2 separate regions of the Mus musculus genome follow, and region 1 is linked to region 2. The links are chromatin contacts, called in public HiChIP or PLAC-seq maps. All regions are on one chromosome and are shown on one strand. The core of a region is the stretch at or near the end of the contact, and the rest is flanking DNA. Distances in the headings are between cores, read along the strand shown. Region 1 overlaps Gm12610 (predicted gene 12610). Region 2 overlaps Gm49890 (predicted gene, 49890).

Region 1 (3,415 bases), core at 188-2,687, 540 kb before region 2:
ATGGTTTTTTAAAAAACAAAATCAATATAAAAATAGTCAGGGAGCTATATCCAGTGAAAATATATTTAAAGAAAATAGAGTTTTCCAGATAAATGGAAACTCAGGAAACATACTGCCAGAGAGTCTGTTCTCAGCAAAGTTGCTTAGGTTGAAGAAATGACAGAATGAGAATGCAGTCTTGGAAAAAGGACAAGAGACAATCAGGCCTGGGGAATGAGTGAGTGCAGAGCTTCCTGATGGTCTCATCTTATTTAAACTACAGCCGAAAACTGAAATGTTTCTAAAGATTAATACATATCTGTGGACATTTTTGACATAGTAGTCAGGAACTTTAACATCAGATCTTTATCACGGCACAGAATTTGAAATGTTAGAAAGTTGGGGCTAAAGAACAAAGGGTTTTTCCAACGACGAATAAAATCGTACAGGATTATACAGGATTTTATCAGGGATCTTTCCACAGCAAGACTAGAAACAAAACGGGATAGTCTTCAGACACATTACAGAAATTGTTGCTGACATGTAAGTCCACATTACTCAACTGTGAGAGAGGGCCAGAAATTTCTGGATTTCCAAGTTTAAAGGGAAATTGCCTTTGTAAACTCTCTACACCTATGAACCAGGTACTTCAAAAATAAAAGGAAGAAGAAGGAGGAGGAGGAGGAGGGGGAGGAGGAGGAGAAAACAAGAAACATAAGGGGAAAAAAATCGAGATGCCTCAGGAGTGTAAGATGTTGAAATGAAAGCAGATTCTTTATGGAGAAAATGGCTACAAGATGAACTACTTCCATCACTCCTTAGACTATCAAGTGAGGGGACCCTTTGCATTTGGCATTGCAAAAGCTTTTAGAAATCCTGTTGAATTACCTATTGACAATCCTACCTGCCTATTCTTTTTCTTGACCCATGTTGGGAAGCAGCAAGGATGGTCATAAGATGGAGCAGAATGGAAAACAGAGGTATTGAGGTTTAAAGATTTTTGTTTCAGTTTGAGTTTGCACAAAAGCAGTGCCTGAGCAGGAAGAGAGCATATAAAAGGATCAGGCATGAGAAACTGAAAGAAAACTAGCGCAATCCACGAGGGCTTTGTAATCATCATTATTGTGGGAACTGACAGTCTGTCTGGAACCTTCTGAGGTATGTGTGGGACACCTTTGGAAATCAACTTCCAGAGGAGCCACCATGTTCATCTGTCAGCTTGCATCTCACATTTGTTGAGTCTTGCCATGGGATGAAAACCCCGGTATACCTCCCCACTGAATGTAATCACCTGAACAGAGGTCTCCCCGAGGGCAATTATGGCGCTGGAAACGTCTGAGGGCAAAAGTGTAAAATGTCTGGTGCTAGAGAAAAACACCAGCATGACATAAGCCAAACTACCCGCTGAAGCTACACTGTAATCAAAGCTGAGGCCAAGAGGATATGAGTCAGGGAGCCAGAGGCAGCCCGCACAGGCTAGCCTTTGTACCACTCTGCTACCCCTATGCCTTACAGTTAATTACCTCTCAGGCTTCAAGGCGGCCGTCAGCCAGCCAGTCTCTACATGTGACCTGATAGAACAAAACAGCCTTCCCTACTGAAGCTGGTCCTGCACTGTACTCGATAGTCATCAACTCTTTCCACCACCCATATTAGATTCCCCTCATGATCATTCGACACTTTTTTCTAACCTAATAAGGTGACTCAGACCTTCCACCCCGAGCAGTCTAAGATAGTGGCTTCCTTACTCTGGTCAGGCCACGTTTGCTGCAATTACTGCTCGTCTTGCTCATGGGATATGGAATGTCAAGTGAGTCTCATGATTATTTTGTTAATAGCATATATTACTTTTGCAAATTAGTGGAACTCACTGTGATGTTTCTTACACTCATTTCTTACAGCACGTATGGATTGTGTGCATATGTCTGTCCTTCTAACTTCAGCCCCTCCCAGCCAGTTCCTAGGAACAATTCTTCTACCTCTACGTCTAATTCCTAATGTGGTTACTCTTCATTTGCACACTGGAAAGCAAACAGAGTACTTGTTCTTGTCCTTCTGCTGTCTTGTTTTGGTTAGCATGACATTCATTTCTATCCACTCTGTTTCAAATAGCAAGTTCTCATTCTTCTTATGGCTGCATAATACTCCATCTCTCCTTTTCTGTTTGTCTATTGACAGGCGGCTATGGGTTATGAGCTCGTCTGTTGTGTTCTGCCTTCATCTCCTTTGAATAAATAGACAGGAGTTTAACCACTTGATCACATGCTAAGTCTACTTCTAGTTCAGGAGGATTCTACCTACTGCTTTCCAAAATCAACCTACTGACTGCATTACCCACACACAAAAACCTAAGAATTCTATTTTTCCACATCTTCATCAGCATTTATGTTATGGGTTTTTTATGGTAGCCATTCTAACTATGGTCTGATAATATTTCATGTAATTTTGATTATTATTTCCCTGGTGACTGGTGATAGTGAATACTTTTCAGATGTTCACTGAATAATTGTATTTTATCTTTTAAGACATATTTAAATTCCTATGTTTACCAATGTTTCAACTACCACAAACTGCCCAAAGATTAGTTTCTAAAGTCTTCTTATCATAATCTCCATCAGTGGGAGTCTAACACTAGACATGATAGCTGGGGTTCTACCTGGAAGCCAAGGCTCAAGGAAGGCAACAAGCCTACGGAGCACAAGGAGTTGGAATACTCACCAAATGACTGTAAGTGTCTTAGGTAGGGTTTTACTGCTATGAACAGACACCATGACCAAGGCAACTCGTATAAGGTTCAGAGGTTCAGTCCATTGTTGTCAAGGCAAGAACATGGTAGCATATAGGCAAACATGGTGCAGGCAGAGCTGAGTGTTCAGCAGCTTCATCTGAGGGCTGCTAGTGGAAGACTGACTTAGGGAGCTAAGACTAAGATATTAAAGCCCATGCCCATAGTGACACACCTACTCCAACAAAGCCACACCTCCAAATAGTGCCACTCCCTAGGCCAAGCAAATATAAACCATCATAATAAGAATACTTTCTTCTGTAGAATTTTTACTCCTCTAAATGATATTTAGGTTTTCTTTTTGAAGTAATCTTGAATAAACAACTACTACACACTATATGTTGGTAGAGTCATTAGCAGAACTAATCCAATGCCTGTTCTGTTTACAGATTTGGCCTAGATTTGTGTTTTACTTTAATGAGTAATTAACATTCTAACTTCAAAGAATTCTCTTAACCTTTTGGAACTTTCAACTTCATTTTCTTTAAGGAGAGAAAGCTATTAATAGGCTACAGAATTGTGCTGCAATAGGTATTACTCGCATGTATATTCATTTAAGTCAACATTAAGAGTCTTCAACTCCTATATGTACTGATGCTTTGTTCTGTAAAAATTACATTCCAAAATTATTATTATACTGTTGTTTATACA
Region 2 (3,426 bases), core at 272-2,771:
TATTAGGTTTTCTGTTGGAGTTTGAGTCTTTCCTGGCCGGGTTTATATTACCACCCCCCCTTCCCATTTCACCAAAAGAATTATGTTTAAATGGCCACTTACATTTGACAACATCCTGATTCAATAAATAAAATTAGAGTAATATTTTTGCACTTCAAAGCATGCTTTTGGGTTTTCTATGGATAGACAAACACTTAGCTCTTTCTAGATTCTCATTTTAAGGCTTGCTTTTCATGATTTGGGGGTATTTGATTCTCCCCCCTCTGCACTCAGACTATAAACTTTAAAGCTAACTTCAAAAAAACTTCACAATTACTTTAATAGTGACATGTTTGACTGCCGATTCTTATTTTTTGATCAAGGTAGTGGATCAACCTTGAGAGTTTTCAGTTCTTCAAAATGGAGTTCATGAGTCAGAGCCATTTTCAGGTGAAGTGTAATGGTTCCTACCATTGTGCATTCAACACTGTTAACCATTAATCATCACGACCTTAACACACATAACTTGGGTGTAGGAGAGAGCATTAAAAAAAAACATTTTATGCACCTGCTTCATAAGGAAAAATTAAACCCGAGTTTCTCACATAAGTCTTAAGCTCATATATATGCATGTTAGTGTAATTTGTGTAATAAATCAACCCTATTTGGCTTGTCTTTTCTGTAGTCGGCTAAGCAAATGAGTACCACCTCATTAAGGAACATCTGGTGAGTAATTTTCACCTGGTTTGAATATGTGATTTTTTTTTTACACTGAGATGTTATCTCATCATTAATTAAACATCACCATGAATTTTATTCGTCTCCTTTCCTCACCCCACTTGTAGAATTTTTCTTGGTGGGTAATGGGACTTTTGCTAAAATGTAATTGCATTTACTTGTACAAAGACAATTTCCACCCTCTTAAATCAGTGTAAAAGGCCTCATGCTGTGCTTGCAGACTACAGAAAAAAAAATATGTTGCTGTGTATAATTCTGTATTTGCTTGAGAATTTCCAAGATGGGCAACCTAACCTCTACCTTTTAGGTAATTGAAACTTACATGGAAAGGATTGGGAAAGCGCATGTCTCTGCTTGTACGCTCTAGTATTAAACATGAATCTCATCGGACAATAAAAATGACGTGCTTGGAGACAGGGCAGTGCACGGGAGCATTCATACAAAGGCAACGCCAGTAAAGAGATTCAGAGAGCAGCACTCAGGCTGCTCAAGAACAAGATCCGGAGCAGGTGGGTACAGAAAAAAAACGTCCAGGAAGGCCTCAAGGCAGCCAAGACCAGGATGCCAGGGATGGGAGAGCTCCCCTCCGGCTTGAACGCCATTGGATCCCTGGGCTGCACCAGTCGCCAGGGTTTCTGAAGACCCCTGCCAGCATCGCCGCTGGCCTGCTGGTCAAGAATGCCGGGGCTCGCGCAGGTTGCCACGCGGTGGCTGCCGCCCCAGCGGTGACTGTCGCGAACCTTGCCTAGCCGCGGCGCTCGGGAGCTGCGCCGGCTGCAGCTGGTGCTGGCCGGGCGGAGGCGCGGCCGGTCCCGTCGGGGCGGGGCCGGGGCGGGGCGTCGGGCCGCGCGGCAGGTGTGGGCGCGCGGAGGTGGCACAGCCCGCGGCGCTTTCTTTCGACCTGCGCACAACGCGGGACGCAGAGGCGCGCGCGGGGTGCGTGGAGGCCGCAGGTAAGCGGGCCCGGGCGCGCGGCGAGCCACCCTGGGGTTGGTGGGAGCCGAGGGACGAGGCGGCTCGGCGGCGCGCGTGGGGAGCGGAGGCGCGGTCCCGCACAGCCACCCGCGCTCGGCCACACGCTCGGGCCGCGCGCGATCCTCGAGCGCGCAGGGAAGCAGAGCGCGGCGTGCGTGCTGGAGCGCTCTCCGCTGGGGAGTCCCCGCGTTGCCCACGCACCATTTCAAACTCTGGGTGCTTTGGAAACTTCCCGGGGGCTTCTCCGGTGGAGTGCACAGAAACGAGGCGTGCGGTGAGAACCCCCACAGCCGAGGATTCGCTTGTTTTCAGTTCGTACTCGTATGGTGGAAAAAGGATGAAGGATGTTCGTCAGCTCCTGCCCCTTCTCTCCGTGACCCTCCCTTGGAAGGGCCGGCTCCTCGGCTGCTGCAGGGTTTCCTCAGCCAGGCAGTGGCCGCGTAGGGAGCAGCGAAACAAGCTTAGGTGGCCTCCTAAAGAGCTAAAGGACAGGGACAGGCAATGGGGCTCACAACCTGCACCAAGGGTTGGAGCTGTGGCCCTCCTGCCTGGGGACTGCTTCTGGAATCCGAATCCCGTCTTTCAGCTTCCTCATTGAAATCCTGGCACCTTTGAAGTGGAATTAGAGGGGGAAGTAGGCACGAATTTTTTATTTTTATTTATTTATTTATTTTGCGGGAGTTTATTACCTGTGGATTAAAATACTTGGTGAACGGGAGTTTCGACAATGCTCAGTTTTATCATTTGTTTTGAGAAAGTTTTGGTTGACTTGATTTTTGTTTTAAGTGATTTAAAAGTGACGCTCGACTTTAGGTTTATTGAGTTTCTCGTGTTTGGTTGGAGGGGAGCTAACTTTTTAAGTTGTTTCCCACTGTCATTCTGGTTATTGTTCAGTATCTCCAGAGGCAGTTCCGTAGGTATTTTATTTTGATTTTTATCATCAAAAAAAAAAAGGCTTAAAATAATATTGTGCGGTTGTCCCCCACCAAGGAAGTAATATAGTTCGCTTCCTTTCTCCTTTGTAACTTGTACAGGGCCTCTTGAAAACTAGGTTGGGTCCCCAAATAGGCATTTTTGATTCGTGTTTAATAGACTTTTTTTTGGAGGTGGGGTGGGCCTTCTGGAAACTTTTCTTTTACATCATATTAGGTCTTTATTTTATACGTAGGTATTGCCTTCATGGTTGATGTGAGAGAGAGCAAGAAGCCTGAAAGCTAGAAGAGCCTAGAAGGCTCTTGAAGTTTTATAAATTCTGAAGAGTACATAGTAGTGACTAAATCCTTGACGGACAGTGTGGACTCGGCTTGTTTTAAATAGGTTATTATAGGACGAAAGCTATGAGACATCTACTATTTGAATATCTTTATAAAAATGGAAGTGGAAAAAAATGGAGAACAAGAAATGTGTATCATTTTCCCCTCATTTTGAAATCATTTTTCTTGATTTGCCCCAGAACTGAAGCTATATTAAATACCGTTGTTAACTATTTAGGGTACTTATAGAACATTAATTGATTTGTTTTAACAATAATTTTCTTCAGTGATAGGTTTTTGTTAAATGTGTTTTGCTGGGAATATTGACGCCTTGAGATTAGAAAACATTAAATTCTTCGTAATTGCCACAATTGCATTACTTGTGTCTAAGTATTTTTATCATTTGAACATTGTGGGGGCTCTTAACTTTAAACGTAAAAAGGCGAAAATGTAACCTCTGATTACTAACATTTAAGGGATA

What was found. HiChIP or PLAC-seq counts read pairs in DNA pulled down with a chosen protein or histone mark.
Region 1: an SMC1A HiChIP or PLAC-seq map of the NIH/3T3 cell line shows a contact between it and region 2, with 9 times the contacts expected there. The contact joins two enhancer-like sites. A contact is called at or near these places in 2 of 15 datasets of contacts at CTCF or cohesin (both in the NIH/3T3 cell line), 1 of 484 Hi-C or Micro-C datasets (embryonic fibroblasts) and 1 of 115 datasets of contacts at active chromatin or transcription factors (pancreatic cancer cells).

The regions. Positions count from the first base shown.
Region 1 is chr4:89,477,108-89,480,522 of GRCm38.p6, reverse strand. All of the region lies in intron 7 of Gm12610 (predicted gene 12610), which reads right to left. Among named protein-coding and RNA genes, the nearest start is that of Cdkn2b, 170 kb to the right of the region's middle. Within about 2 kb of position 1,437, at least 83 of the 459 cell types and tissues checked have an H3K27ac peak or open chromatin away from gene starts, as enhancers often do. A contact at or near this core is called in the NIH/3T3 cell line, embryonic fibroblasts and pancreatic cancer cells, where this site is marked.
Region 2 is chr4:88,936,641-88,940,066 of GRCm38.p6, reverse strand. The region is part of intron 1 of Gm49890 (predicted gene, 49890); the gene reads left to right. Among named protein-coding and RNA genes, the nearest start is that of Gm49890, 3.7 kb to the left of the region's middle. Within about 2 kb of position 1,521, at least 144 of the 459 cell types and tissues checked have an H3K27ac peak or open chromatin away from gene starts, as enhancers often do. A contact at or near this core is called in the NIH/3T3 cell line, embryonic fibroblasts and pancreatic cancer cells, where this site is marked.